Regions from separate parts of the Lactuca sativa genome. Here region 2 is linked to region 1. Evidence: chromatin contacts called from public Hi-C data. All regions are on one chromosome and are shown on one strand. Each heading gives the region's core, a stretch centred on a gene start, on an enhancer-like site or on the middle of the called end of the contact. The rest is flanking DNA. Distances are from core to core; before and after follow the strand shown. Region 1 holds the start of LOC111880601 (eukaryotic translation initiation factor 3 subunit C). Region 2 holds the start of LOC111880568 (mechanosensitive ion channel protein 10).

Region 1 (7,051 bases), core at 275-2,774:
CCTGGGTTGACATCAAACTGTGCAGACACAACACTGAACAAGATCTCTAGCTTTTGAGCAGGAGTTTTAGCCACTTTGGTCAAGAAAGTCAACTGTTCAACAAGCTCGAGCCTTCCTGTCCCCTTTCTACCACGAGCTGCAACAACTTCTTTGAACTTCTTGTTGACTATATCCCAAGTCACTTGGCTTGGATCTTTAAACTGTTTCTCCATTAGCTTATCTTTCTTGTTCATCATTCTCTCCCAACCAGGTTGGTTTTCATCCATGTCTTCATCATGTTCATTGTCATCTGACTCGCCTTCTGACTCTGTCCCTGACTTTGTTGGGTCATCAATCTCTGAACCAGTATCATCTTCATCTTCATCTTCTGAAGGCTCTTCAGCTTCCTCTTGATCCTCAAAGCTTTCTGGATTTTCTCTACATTTATTGATCAAATCCTCATACTGCTTATTGTTCTTCTTCAACTTCTGTCTCATTGCATTCAATGCCTTTGCATTGCTGCTACTCATCTTCTTCTTTGCTTCCTTATTTGCCATGGCTTGATTCAAGAAGTCTTCAAGCATCACTAACGCCTTGACATAATTGTTGGGGACCCTATCGGATTCTGTCACCCTCATGACCTTCTCAAGCTGCCTGTTAATCTTGTCAAAATTCTCCTGCAAGTTGACCCAATCATTGATCTTCATTGCGTTCTTCATCTGATCAATGGTGGTAGACAACTCCTCAAAGCGTTTGTCTTTTGCAGACTTGATAACACGCTTGTGCATGTCTGAATCATCACTGTCGCTGTCCCCAGTGTCAAGGTATTTGTTCCTATCAGGTGCATTGGTAGCATCTTCCTGTCCTTCATTAACATCGTCTTGTTCATAATCACTCACTTCAGACTCAGTCTCGCTGTCAGCCTATTGATGTAGACAAAAATTAGAACACGAATCCTCTTTAGCATATCTAAACAATTGCTCTTAATAAATAGAAAGTTAGAACTCCGTTAAATTCTCTTGATTTGTGCATAATCTGGTTCGCGAATGTAACGAATAAAGTTTCAATTGATCTGTATTTATCATTGAAGGCTAAAAAACAAACCTGATTACTCCAAAATTTTGACGCCATCTTCTTATCTCACTGACAAACGTATAGAAAATCCCAGTAAACCTAAATCTGCACGATGATATGTAAATTCTTACAGAAAATCGAGAGAAACAAACGACAGTTATAAGAATTAAAATTTACAAGATTCAAATCTTATGAGAAAGAGTTAAAACCAATCGTTCGGTAAACGAATAGGATAAACGAGATGTTTCATAGGTTTCGATCTGTAACTAATTAAATACAGGAAGAAGAGGAGAGATTGATGGAGGTACCAATACCTGCAAATCGGCAACTAGCGTCACGGGAACGGATGGAGTCGGCGGTTTAGGGTTTTGAGTGTGTGAGAAATTATGCGTGCCAATTGATTTGGGTCAGGATTCGGCGAGAGGTATCTGGACGGGAAACTAAAATAAATCGTAACAAGCAAATTTTTAACGCGCAGCATAAAACTTTAAACTTTATTATTGAAAACTGCAGTAAAGTTTCATTAGGGTCGTAGATTTATTCTTTATATTTTTTTTTAACTCGATTAAGTTTTAAAAACTAGTAATCAAATTCAATTTAGCTTTGTCTGACTTTCAAAAAAATTATTTTTCACCCAGATTTTAAAATTTATTATAAATTTAATCCAAAATTTATATTTTTAACCCAGATTTAAAAATTTTATTATAAATTTGGTCTAAAATTGACCATTTTGGCCTAAATTTCAGAATTATATAATGAATTCATCATAACTCTAGATTTTTTACAATTTTTTCTCAAAAAAAAAATTCGAATATGTTTTTTCTTTATAAAATCATATTTATACAACACAAAAAAACATATTTTCTTATAAAAAATCTTAGATTTTCTATATTAAGTACATAAATAGGTGTATTTAACAATTTCGTTTGACATAATAAATTATATTTTACATTTCCATTTATAAATCTTTTTGATAGCTATATAAACAATTATTTGTTGTAATTCACGTGGAACTAATAAAATATGTAATTAAAACCGGTTTAATAAAAATAACATAATATATAATCAAAAGAGATCCTATTTTCAGGCGATGATCCAAACTAAAAGGGAGTATAATATTAAACTTAAATAGATCCTATTTTAATTCTTTTATATATATATATATATATATATATATATATATATATATATATATATATATATATATATATATATATATATATTAGTTTTATCTCTTTTTTGTAATTGATTTTTCGTTATGCTATGATTTAATTTGATTTTGTTATAATAAATTCTAAAATAATTATAAAAAGAAATAATCAAGGCTAATATAATATGGATGAAAAAGTTTCAAAGGAGACAAAAACACAACAATCATTTAACATGGATTCAATGGTTTTGATTATTTTTCTGTCTGTTGAATCTGAAGACATACTTATTTTATGATATGGAAGTGCTTAAAGCAATTCTTTCATTTTAAGTGTTTTTTTTTTTTTTTTGCGTTTTAAAAGATAAAAGGTTTGCATGCAAAATTACATTTTTTTGGGCCAAAAATGTAATTTTTGAAAGTTTGAGTTCATACACACCCGGGAGTGTGCCTGAATTCCTCAAACCAAAACTCTAATACCAACTTGAAACATCCCAAAAAATACAATCCAAAAATTTCATTTTAATTATTCATAAAAACCATAAATATCATTCATGTAACGACCCAATTTTCACGCCAAAAAATTTCGTTTAAAGTAAGTGGTTTGTAAAACATTTGTAGTAAAACATCATCCGATCATATCATTTCATAAAACATATCTCGAGTCTGAAATCTCAAAACATGAAAATAATAATAATGTCAGAGTACAATCCCAGAACATCTCATAATGCGGAAAACCAATATGTGTGTGTATGATGTGCCGCTACCGTGCCAGCTCCTTCCCCTTCGCTGAAGAGGTACCTGAAACCAAAACTGAAAACTGTAAGCACGAAGCTTAGTGAGTTCCCTCATCGTACCACATACCATACAATCATATCACATACATACTGCCAGACATTTTTGGGGTGCCCGACCTACCCGGTACGGCCATTCTGGGGTGCCGACCTACCCGTACGGCCATTTTGGGGTGCCGACCTACCCATGTCGAGCCATTCCGGGGTGCTGAGTACCCTTCGGTCCTAACAACCGAACCTCTAGGACTATTTCACCCCCTACTACTACTATCACATATATAATAGTATAATCTATTGTCAGACATATCTGGGATGTCCGACCTACCCTTCGGTCCTAACAACCGAATCTCGGGGACTCTTCCCACTCCTACTACCTCTATCTCATGTAACAAATCATGCTAGCAGCTAAACATGTCATAACATATTGTTAGGCATATCTGGGGTGCCTAACCTACCCTTCGGTCCTAACAACCGAACTCTATCACTATCATATACCATATCACGCTAGCATATAACATATCAAGTAGTAATAACACAAATGAATATCACAAAGACAAACATCTAGCATACGATCCCTACTGGTGGGCCGGCATTATGGTCGTAGACCCACCGCTACTGGAAGGTAACTCACCTCGTAGTAGCTGCTGAACTGTGCGGGAATCCTCTGACTGTTGTTGCTGCTGCTCCAGAAATCCTCCGGCTAAAATTCCCACAAAACACTTAGTCAGAAACTGACATCTACTCGTATGGTAAAATGACCATTTTACCCCCCCCTAACCAAGTCAAAGTCAAAGTCAACTTCTAGTTGACCTGACTCGCCGAGTTGGCTCGCCAACTCGCCGAGTCCTTATCCTTCCATTAGACCTCAAACCCGTCTCTACTCGTCGAGTTAGGCGATGACTCGACGAGTTTTCCTTCTAAATGAACATCGACTGAATCCTCACCCGACTCGCCGAGTTGTATGAACAACTCGTCGAGTTCATCATCAATTGATACTCATGTCCTGCCCTTTACTCGCCGAGTTGTATGAACAACTCTTCGAGTTCATCTTCATCCTTAAGAAGACTGTCTTGGACTCGCCGAGTATGTTCATGCACTCGCCAAGTCCCATGAATTTCCAGAACAATGGCTTAGTCCAGAACGTTGGGTCACTCCTTGGGACCCCCTTAAAACCTTTCCACACTCAACTGGGTCCTTATGACCCTCAACTGATATGGGACAGAACCTTGGACTCGCCGAGTTGGTCACAACTACTCACTGAATCTTCGCTTTCTGATGTACAAGACTTGATCAAAATGTAGATCTATGCTTCTACAATCGATCTAGCACGTAAAGTTACAACCTTTACGTGCTTGCATGGGACTTTAAGCTCAAAAGGTCCTAAAACAAGCTCTCACAATGCATGGGGCCTTCCTTGAGTGCAAAAGCCACTCCTTTCTGCCTTGTAACCCCTTAAAGGACCTAGATCCGAAACATCAACCTCAAACCATGCTTGCAATCATGGTTGGTGACCAAAATGGCTTAGAAAAGCCCTAAAACTCCACAAAATGGGATTTATCATATCAAAAGAGCAAGCAAGGTATAGACTTTATACCTTCTGAAGTCAGCAAATGATGCTCAAAACTGAATCCTTCTAGCCTCCTCTTGATCCTTCAAGCTTTTCCTTCCTTCCTTGGATCACAAAAGCACCAAAATCACTCCAAAAGCCTTCGATTGCTTCAAAAACGGCTAGGGTTTGCTATGGGGGTCTTCTGGGAGCAAATGGGACTAAGGAGGCCGAGTTAAGGTGTTTAAATAGGGTGCAAACCCTCATATTAGGTTTTATGCCCAAACAGGGTCTACTCGCCGAGTCCGGGACTCGACTCGCCGAGTCCACAACTTAACTATGCGCCTCATCCCGCTTCTACTCGGTGAGTTGGTCCTTCAACTCGGCGAGTCCAAGGACAAAGGCAAAATATTAAAAGATTTAATAAAAAGAACACGTACCAAGAACCAGGTGCTACAAATCTCCCCCACTTATTTTAGACTTCGTCCTCGAAGTCTGTTGCTCGATCCTGAAACAACTCGAGGTAGTGCTCCATCATCTCATCCACCGACTCCCAAGTCCACTCCGACCCCTTCCGGTGCTGCCATTGCACCTTCACAAGTTCTACTCTTTTGTTCCTCAGATCCTTCGACTTTCGGTCAAGGATCGCTACAGGCCGCTTGATGTAATTCAGGCTGCCATCAACCTGAATGTCCTCCAAGGGTACCTCTACTGAGTCGTCCACCAGGCACTTTCACAGCTGAGAAACATGGAAAGTGTATCTGACTGAGTTCAGCTGGCAAATCCAGCCTATATGCCACCTTTCCCACCCGGGCTATAACCCTAAACGGTCCAATATACCTTGGGCCCAACTTGCCCCGCTTCCTGAATCGAATGACGCCTTTCCAAGGTAACACTTTCAGGAGAACCATATCTCCGACCTGGAACTCCAGTTCGGATTGACGCTTATCGGCATAACTTTTCTGCCGACTCTGAGCAGTCTGAAGCCTGCTCCGGACCTGCTGAATCTTCTCTGTCGTCTTGAGCACTACTTCGATGCTCCCCATGACCCTCTAGCCAACCTCGCCCCAACATATCGGGGTCCTGCACCTCCTCCCATACAACATCTCGAAAGGAGGTCGGTCGATGCTTGCATGATAGCTATTATTATACAAGAACTCCACCAACGAAAGGTAGGTATCCCAGCTACCTCCGAAGTCTAAAACACAAGCCCTGCAGCATGTCCTCCAGAGTCTGGATGGTCCACTCGCTCTGGCCATCCGTCTGCGGGTGAAAGGCGGTGCTGAAATGCAAACGAGTACCCAACTCGTCGTGGAATTTCTTCCAAAACCTGGATGTGAACCGCACATCCCTATCCGAAATCACCGAAACTGGCACTCCGTGTTGGGCGACCACCTCTCTAATATAGATATCGGCCAATTTCTCGGCCGAGATGCTCTCCTGAATCGGGATAAAGTGGACGCTCTTGGTCAATCGATCCACGATGACCCATATCGAATCCACTCCCCGCGCGGTCCTGGGAAGCTTGGTGATAAAATCCATCGTAATATCCTCCCATTTCCACAGCGGGATATCCAATGGCTGCATTTTGTCGTGAGGTCTCTGATGCTCGACCTTGACCTTCCTGCAGGTCAAGCACCACTCCACGTACCATGCCACATCCCGCTTCATGTAGGGCCACCAATAGTCCAGACAAATATCCCTATACATCTTCATCAGAATCGGGATTTGTGCGCCTCCTCCATCAAGATCTAGCGCACGCCTCCGAGGTATGGCACCCACACCCTGCGGTGTAATGTCAATAATCCACTGTTGTTATAGTCGAAGGAAGAAACCTGACCCATTATGCGCTCACTCTTCCGATGTTCCTCCTTCATGGCCTCCTGTTGGGCCTCCCGAATCCGCTCCAATAGCGGAGTCACCACTGTCATCCACATGCAGATACCCCTGATCGGCGCCGCCTTGCGGCTAAGCGCATCGGCCACTACATTAGCCTTACCTGGGTGATAAAGGATCTCGCAATCGTAATCATTTACCACATCCATCCACCGACGCTGCCTCATGTTTAGATTCGGCTGATCCATGAGGTACCTCAAACTCTTATGGTCCGTGTAAATTGTACAGCGAACCCCATAGAGGTAATGACACCAAATCTTGAGGGCGAACACAACAACCCCCAGCTCCAAGTCATGCGTCGGGTAATTCGCCTCGTGAGGCTTCAGCTGCCTCGACGCGTAGGCGATGACATGCCCTTTCTGCATCAACACAGCGCCCAAACCTGAGATGGACGCATCACAGTACACAACAAAATCCTCCATGCCCTCTGGCAGGGCTAAGATTGGCGCTTCACACAATCTCTGTCTCAGTGTCTCGAATGCTACCTGCTGCTCAGGGCCCCAACGAAAGACCACGACCTTCCTTGTTAGAATAAACCAAGATATCATCAATAAACACTATCACTGACCGGTCTAACATCGGTCTACACACGCGGTTCATGAGGTCCATGAACGT
Region 2 (6,715 bases), core at 3,097-5,596, 300 kb before region 1:
AGATACCTTACATATCACAATGAATTTTAAATTCATGAATCATTACATAAGTGTTAGGTTTGGAAACAATGTAGCCTGGATCCATGAGAAATCATACGGATGTTCATCGATTTAATCCAATAGATTTTGATGGAACAAATCCAATCCAATTATCCATTAGATGTTGGATTTTGTCAACCAATCCAATCTAATTTGTTATATGTAACCAAACCGAATCGATTCAACTGGATATTTGGATTGGATTGGTTTTATCAATTGAATATATCAAACTGGTTATCTATTATCCACCTAATTCTAATCCATTTTCTATCCAATAAAATCATTTATAATTATGATAATTAAAACTAAAACCACACACAATTACATTAAATAAGACTAACAAACGATACTTTTCAAGTCTTCAACTTCAGCAACCAATATTCAAACATGTAAAATCATTAAAAAAGTTGGCTATATTTGTAATTTCTCTAAAATTAATTGGATGATAATATTGGAATGTAATTGGATATTTATTAGATTAATATTGGATATCTAGTTGGATGAACAATGGATCAGTTCGGTTCGGTTATCTATTGGAATTTTATGATTGATACTGGATGTCCACTCGGGCTCTTCATCTAAAAATCGTGATTATTAATAACATATGATACAAACATGATGAGGAAAACGAGACGTTATTTGTTTATGACATCGATCACATTTATCTTGTGAGAAACAAGAGATGAATTGGTGCCTTGTAAATCACTAGAGGACACTATGGATGGCAAAGCCCATTGGAGCTCGAGTTCTTGTTCTTGTTGTCACATGCATTGGATCCCAAGGATCGGGTGCATCATTTCCACATACGATGCTTCTTTGATGATTTACAATATCCATCATAACACAAATAAGAACAATATATATTCTTTAATTTATCACAAAATCAGTATAATTCTAGAAAACTCTCTTGGAAAAATAAACTTAATTCTCATTTAATATCCCCAATGCAAAATTTCAAACTTTACTCAAGTCATACAACATCATAAATACATTTCACAAGTATACAAATTTATTAAAAGAATATGTAAGATAAATAATTCAAGTATACAAATTTCATAAGAAATATATTTGTACCTTAACAAATCATATACGCGCTTAATAAGTTGGTGCTTCCAGATTCCTGAGATGAACTTCTTGTGGAAGAAGATGGCATTTGATCTTGAGCTCTTCAAACATTTTCTTCAACTCTAAAACCAGTTCACTTCTACGCTTACTTTTTTCACCATAGTCTTGAAAGTTCATTGTATGATTGATACTGAGGGCCACTTTTATCATGTTCACATTTTGAATCTCATTCACAATAAAAATGTGATTGGGGTGCCATAATTGAGAATTCTTCTCCAAATATCTGACCATAAACACAAAAATAGGACACTATAATACACAAATAAATGAATTTTTATGTTACTATATCTAGCATTCTATATCAACTTACATTTTTATCATGTCTTTTAATATCCCGATCTTCTCAAAGGGTGTTGCAAAATCGATAGAAAATTCCACCTTATCACCCATATCTGGGCTTCTATAGAAATTGCTAATGGGCTTTGTAGCCAAAACCGAATTTGGATAATATATCTTCTCATTATCATATCTCAAGAACACCGTATTTAAGATATTCATCTCTTCAACAACCATCTATCACAAATAACATCATACGTAGTTATAGCAATCTCATTAAAACACAAAATTTAGAGAATATTTTATATACCTGAACACCATCAACAACACAACGATCTCCAACATCAAACGGATGCATCATGAAAACAAACACAATTGCTTCAAAAACAGTCTTGCAAGTGTTCCCAAATATAAAAGCAGCCACAACAAGCTGTGAAGAGAGGAAGACAAGTACTTTGGTGGAAGCAATTTCTGTCAAAAGAAGCCACACAATTATGGTTACAACAATTAAGATTGCTGTAATAAGCTTGTTCAATTCATCTACAGCTGTTTTCGTGTCATCTAATGCATATGCTAAAGCTTTTCTCCCATTGTAAACTTTCACCACCCAATCTGTTAATGTTTTTCTATCGATTTTCCCCTTTTCAGCTACATCAATCATTGGAAACACAATGTCCACCTCTTCCCTGATCATGAATCTCCTTAGATCAATATCTTCAATGTATCTACAAATATAACATGTATCAATAAACAAGAATTTGTTCAAACTTCATTCAAACTTCAAAAGTAATATAGATGTGTTTCTTACTCAGAACCAGGTTGAGCAACATTTCTAAAGATATGATATGCAGCTGCAATTGCTTCCATTTCATTAGTAATCTCTTTGTCTGTAGATTCACCTGAATCATCTCCATTATAATAAGCAGTTTCTTCAAGTTCACCAGAGAAAGTTGAGAGCCCTGAGTTTGATATTGTGTCAACTAATATCTTCATAGTCCATGGAGACACTTTTTCACGCCTCATTTGATAAAGCTTACTTACATCTATCACTCCTTTTTGTGTCTTTGAATCTTTCCCATTCTTCTTCTTCTTCACACTCAAACTAAGTTGACTTTTACTATTACTATTACTATTACTCCCCCCGACATTTTCTAATGATTCCATAATCGGAGGCCCTGAAAGGGTTAGGATAACATACTGAAGAAAGATTGATTCTTGGATTTTATCAAAGAAATTGTTGACGTGGAAATTTGTTGCTAGAATCTTTATCAATAAAGTCTTGAGAAGCCACAAGACTGAACCCACGAGTAAGGAAACGATAGTCCATGTCAAGAAATCCAAAACCCTAGTTGCAGTTTTTGATCTTTTGACATGATTGCCATTGAACAACCATATCCATGTAGTAAGAACTCCAATCAACCAAAGGCATACATGAACACTCTTCTTTAATCCATGAACAAAGTATAACACCTTGTTCCTCAACAAGAAATTCAGTTCTATCAGCAATACTATGAATTGCATCAGCCAATTGACGACTAACATACCACAGATCTTTACAATTATAAGCACAAACCATTTCCATAACTCCACGCTCCATATCTTGTAGTTTTTCAACTTGGGAATCATTAAGCTAGCAATTAAACAACCCACAAGCAATAGAAGTAGTACCCATTGAAGTAGTACTTTCGTCTTCACCCTCTTGAGCTTTAATTGCCTTCGTATTTTAACCTTCTTGTAGATTTCTTCATCCTCATCATCATCTTTTTCTGCCCCTGCACCTTTAGGTGATGCCATTAATGGAGTTTTTGGAGTTATGGATGAAGTTCTTGTTGTCGTACCAGTTGGAGAAGCAGTAGTATTGCCTGCTATTCTAGAAGAGGATCGAGCAGATATCCTCATGGACGAGTTTGAGCTCTGGCCAGCTGGTTCAGGCATATCATCGAGCATATTGGGATCAATTAATGGTTGTTCACCAAACCTTGATTTGGGCTTGGATTTGATCGATCTTGCTATGGTTCTTCGCCTGGATAACGTTTCAGGATTAGGGGTTTTGGGCGAATTGCTGTTAGGGCTTGAAATAACATATGAATCCACAGATTTTCTATGAGGTGACTCATTAACTGCTCCTGGTTTTGCATCTCTCGTTACTCCAAAAGTAGCGCGTTTCACATATTTCTCTTCGCCGGAAATTGGTACGACCACTTCGCCGCTTTTGTTCTCCGTCATGCTGATCTCCCCTGTTTTCGAGCTTTTACCATTTCCATCCATTCGTAGTCAAAAACCTAGAAATTAATTACAATAAAAACTGTCACCTACATCCGCCTTCAAGAAATTAACATTTGTAGGCTTGTAGCTACTAAACATAACAAATAACAGCTATTGTTTCGAAGATTTCCTCCTCGAATTCAAGTTCAAATGAAACATTACAGAAACACACACACACATGCACAAAATAATACGAGAATTACAAGCGAATTAACAGCAGAGACGTCACTTTCTACGATACGATACATTTAGCCATAGATGGGAGGGCAACTTGAATAGAAGTGATTACGCAAAGGCATGAAGGTAGCAGTTATATAATTAAGCAAATGTGTTTCTAGAGAACTGTTGATGAAATAGATAAACTGAACTCACATGCACTGAAAGCTTGCAGCATGAGAAGCACATACACATGCAAATGCTACTGGAAGAACTCCTGGATGACAACTTGAATTGGAGATAACGCTGAATAAAGAAATACGAGTAAAACGGTGGTGGCCGGAGAGATCTCAGGCCGTCAGGCGGCGGAGAGAGGATTCATCGGAGCAGACGATCTATAGGTGCATGAAAATGGTACCGCTCAACTTTGAACACGAGAAAGCTGACCTTTTTCAAATTGTTTTCAGGACAAAATATAGAAAAATATAAAGTAATTTGTTAATTTTTTTTTTATTTTAATAAAAAAGCAACTGATTTGACGATAATATTTATATCTATGTTTTTTATAAAACAAATTAAAAGATTTGATATCTGAAAAGAAAAAGTTAAAGCAGTTAAATAATGACATGGTAAAAATACTTTTTTTTTCTCTATATTCTATCTTTTTTCTAAAGGAATACAGCTTGTATGACAAAAATATTAGAATATCAGTTAGTATATTGCTTACAATGTGATGCATGTTTTATGCAAGTTTATTAAACTTCTTTTTATCGTGTATTGTGATAAAAATATTTTGGTATCAAATATCTTAATCTTAATCTTAACGGAAGAATATAATAAACGAAGCAATCGATCGTTATGCTTTTATATTTTGGTATCAAATATCTTAATCTTAATCTTAACGAAAGAATATAATAAACGAAGTAAATGATCGTTATGCTTTTATTCCTGCATATAATTTCACAAAAATATATGAATGATTTAGTATACATTTTTATTTATATAAAAAAGAAGATAATGATACCACTTATATTTGTCATTTTTTTTCTCAACCCCTTTTTATTAGCACAAAAACATCAATTTACCCTTTTTTTTTTCAACAGTGACTATTTACCTGATTAACCTTTTATTTTTTCAGTTGTTATATATGATTGACGTGTTAACTCAAAATCAAAAGTAAGAAAAAGAATTAATACATTTGTCGATGTTATTGTTATCTTTAAAATCAAGGACAATATTGAAATTTGGAATTATATTGAATGTGTATAAATGAATGAGAGAAATATATATATATATATATATATATATATATATATATATATATATAGAGAGAGAGAGAGAGAGAGAGAGAGAGAGAGAGATTATAGTTCTAAATGTAGCAAAACTCTACCAGTCATGGACTAAAAAGCATGAGCTAAACAAATATAAGTATTACATTCTAACACTCTTCATCAAGCTAGAACATATATGTTAATCATGCCCACCTTGTTAGAAATAATAGAAATATGATAACCAAATAATGTTTGGTGAAGACATCAACTAGTTGGCTTCTTGTTCGAACATGGGGAATTGTGATGGTTCCATCTCTCACCTTTTCACAAGTGAAATGACAATCCACTTTAATGTATTTAGTTCTTTTATGAAGCACATGCTTGTTTTCCATGTAGTAGTCTCATTATCATACAATATGTTCATCTGTGTGGATTAAGTAAACCTTACTTAATAGATTACAGAATCATATTCGACCACATCTGTTCACAAATGTTCTTGAATATAACATTGTATCCAGATTCTACATTTGACCTCGAAACACTATTTTTTTTTGTTATTCTTCCATGGAATAAGATTTTTTCCAACAAACACGCAACAACACATAGTAGACTGCCTGCTTGTAGATCTCTATTATAGTTGGCATATATGAACCCTTCTATCACATGATGACCATGATTCCGGATTGAGATGCCATGACCCGGAGCACCCTTTAGGTATTCAGAAAGCAATGTTTGGCTGTGTAATCATTAGATAGTTTAGTTTTCCCATAATTCATCTATACTTTTTGGATTCTCAAGAAGATCTTCATCTTCTACTTTTAACTTCATATTTGGAATCTTAGGAGACTCATAAGGGTTTGTTTCAATCAAACAAGAGTCATTCAATATACACAAACAATATTTTCATTAGGATAAACAAATTCCTATTTGAGTATGAGAGATCTAAAATCCCAAAAAATATTTTAATGGGCTTAGGTCCTTTGTTTGAAATCGAGATGCAAGAAAATCTTTCAGGCTCTCAAAACAAAAAAGTAATGTTAATACATGAATGCTTGAATTCTTAAAGATAAATAAGAACATCAAGATCCAAATGTTGTATACAGGAATGGTGGGTCACAAGACACATGAGGATCATCACTCGTAGGATTCTCACATGGAGGTGGCATCATATAGGAATCTGATGTAGATTGTTGTTGCCTTGATATATGTGATCAATCAGTGGCTTAGTTTAACCTTGAGATTGTGTCGAGTGAATGTGGTAGGAGACTGGGATGATTTAGGACCATGTATGGTATAAACCAACAAATAATCATTAGCTCTTGGATTGTAAGGATTATACACAAGAAAAGGGTCGATTTTCATGGAATGTAACATCACGGGATATGATGTACCAATTATGCGTAGGATAGAAGCACTTATTCCATTTTTGAAGTTGATAATAGCAAAGACAAATACATTTTAAAGACTTTGGATCTAGTTTAGTTATGTGTAGTCGGGTATCATAAACAAAACATGTATTACCAAATATCTTCAGATAGATGGGGAGTATTTTTTTAAGAAATGATTAAGAATGAAACTCTACC

What was found. A called contact is a pair of places that touch in the nucleus more often than the background predicts.
Region 2: a contact with region 1 is called in a Hi-C map of leaf, with 7 times the contacts expected there. The contact joins the promoter of LOC111880568 here to the promoter of LOC111880601 in region 1. A contact is called at or near these places in 2 of 4 Hi-C or Micro-C datasets (both in leaf).

What each region holds. Positions count from the first base shown.
Region 1 is chr5:198,776,277-198,783,327 of Lsat_Salinas_v11, reverse strand. It overlaps LOC111880601 (eukaryotic translation initiation factor 3 subunit C), which reads right to left and starts at 1,524. Exons shown (of 4, transcript XM_023877030.3): 1 at 1,368-1,524; 2 at 1,084-1,158; 3 at 1-902. The coding sequence starts at 1,110.
Region 2 is chr5:199,075,983-199,082,697 of Lsat_Salinas_v11, reverse strand. It overlaps LOC111880568 (mechanosensitive ion channel protein 10), which reads right to left and starts at 4,346. Exons shown (of 5, transcript XM_023876999.3): 1 at 4,078-4,346; 2 at 2,249-3,722; 3 at 1,751-2,165; 4 at 1,475-1,677; 5 at 947-1,387. The coding sequence starts at 3,708. The coding sequence ends at 1,135.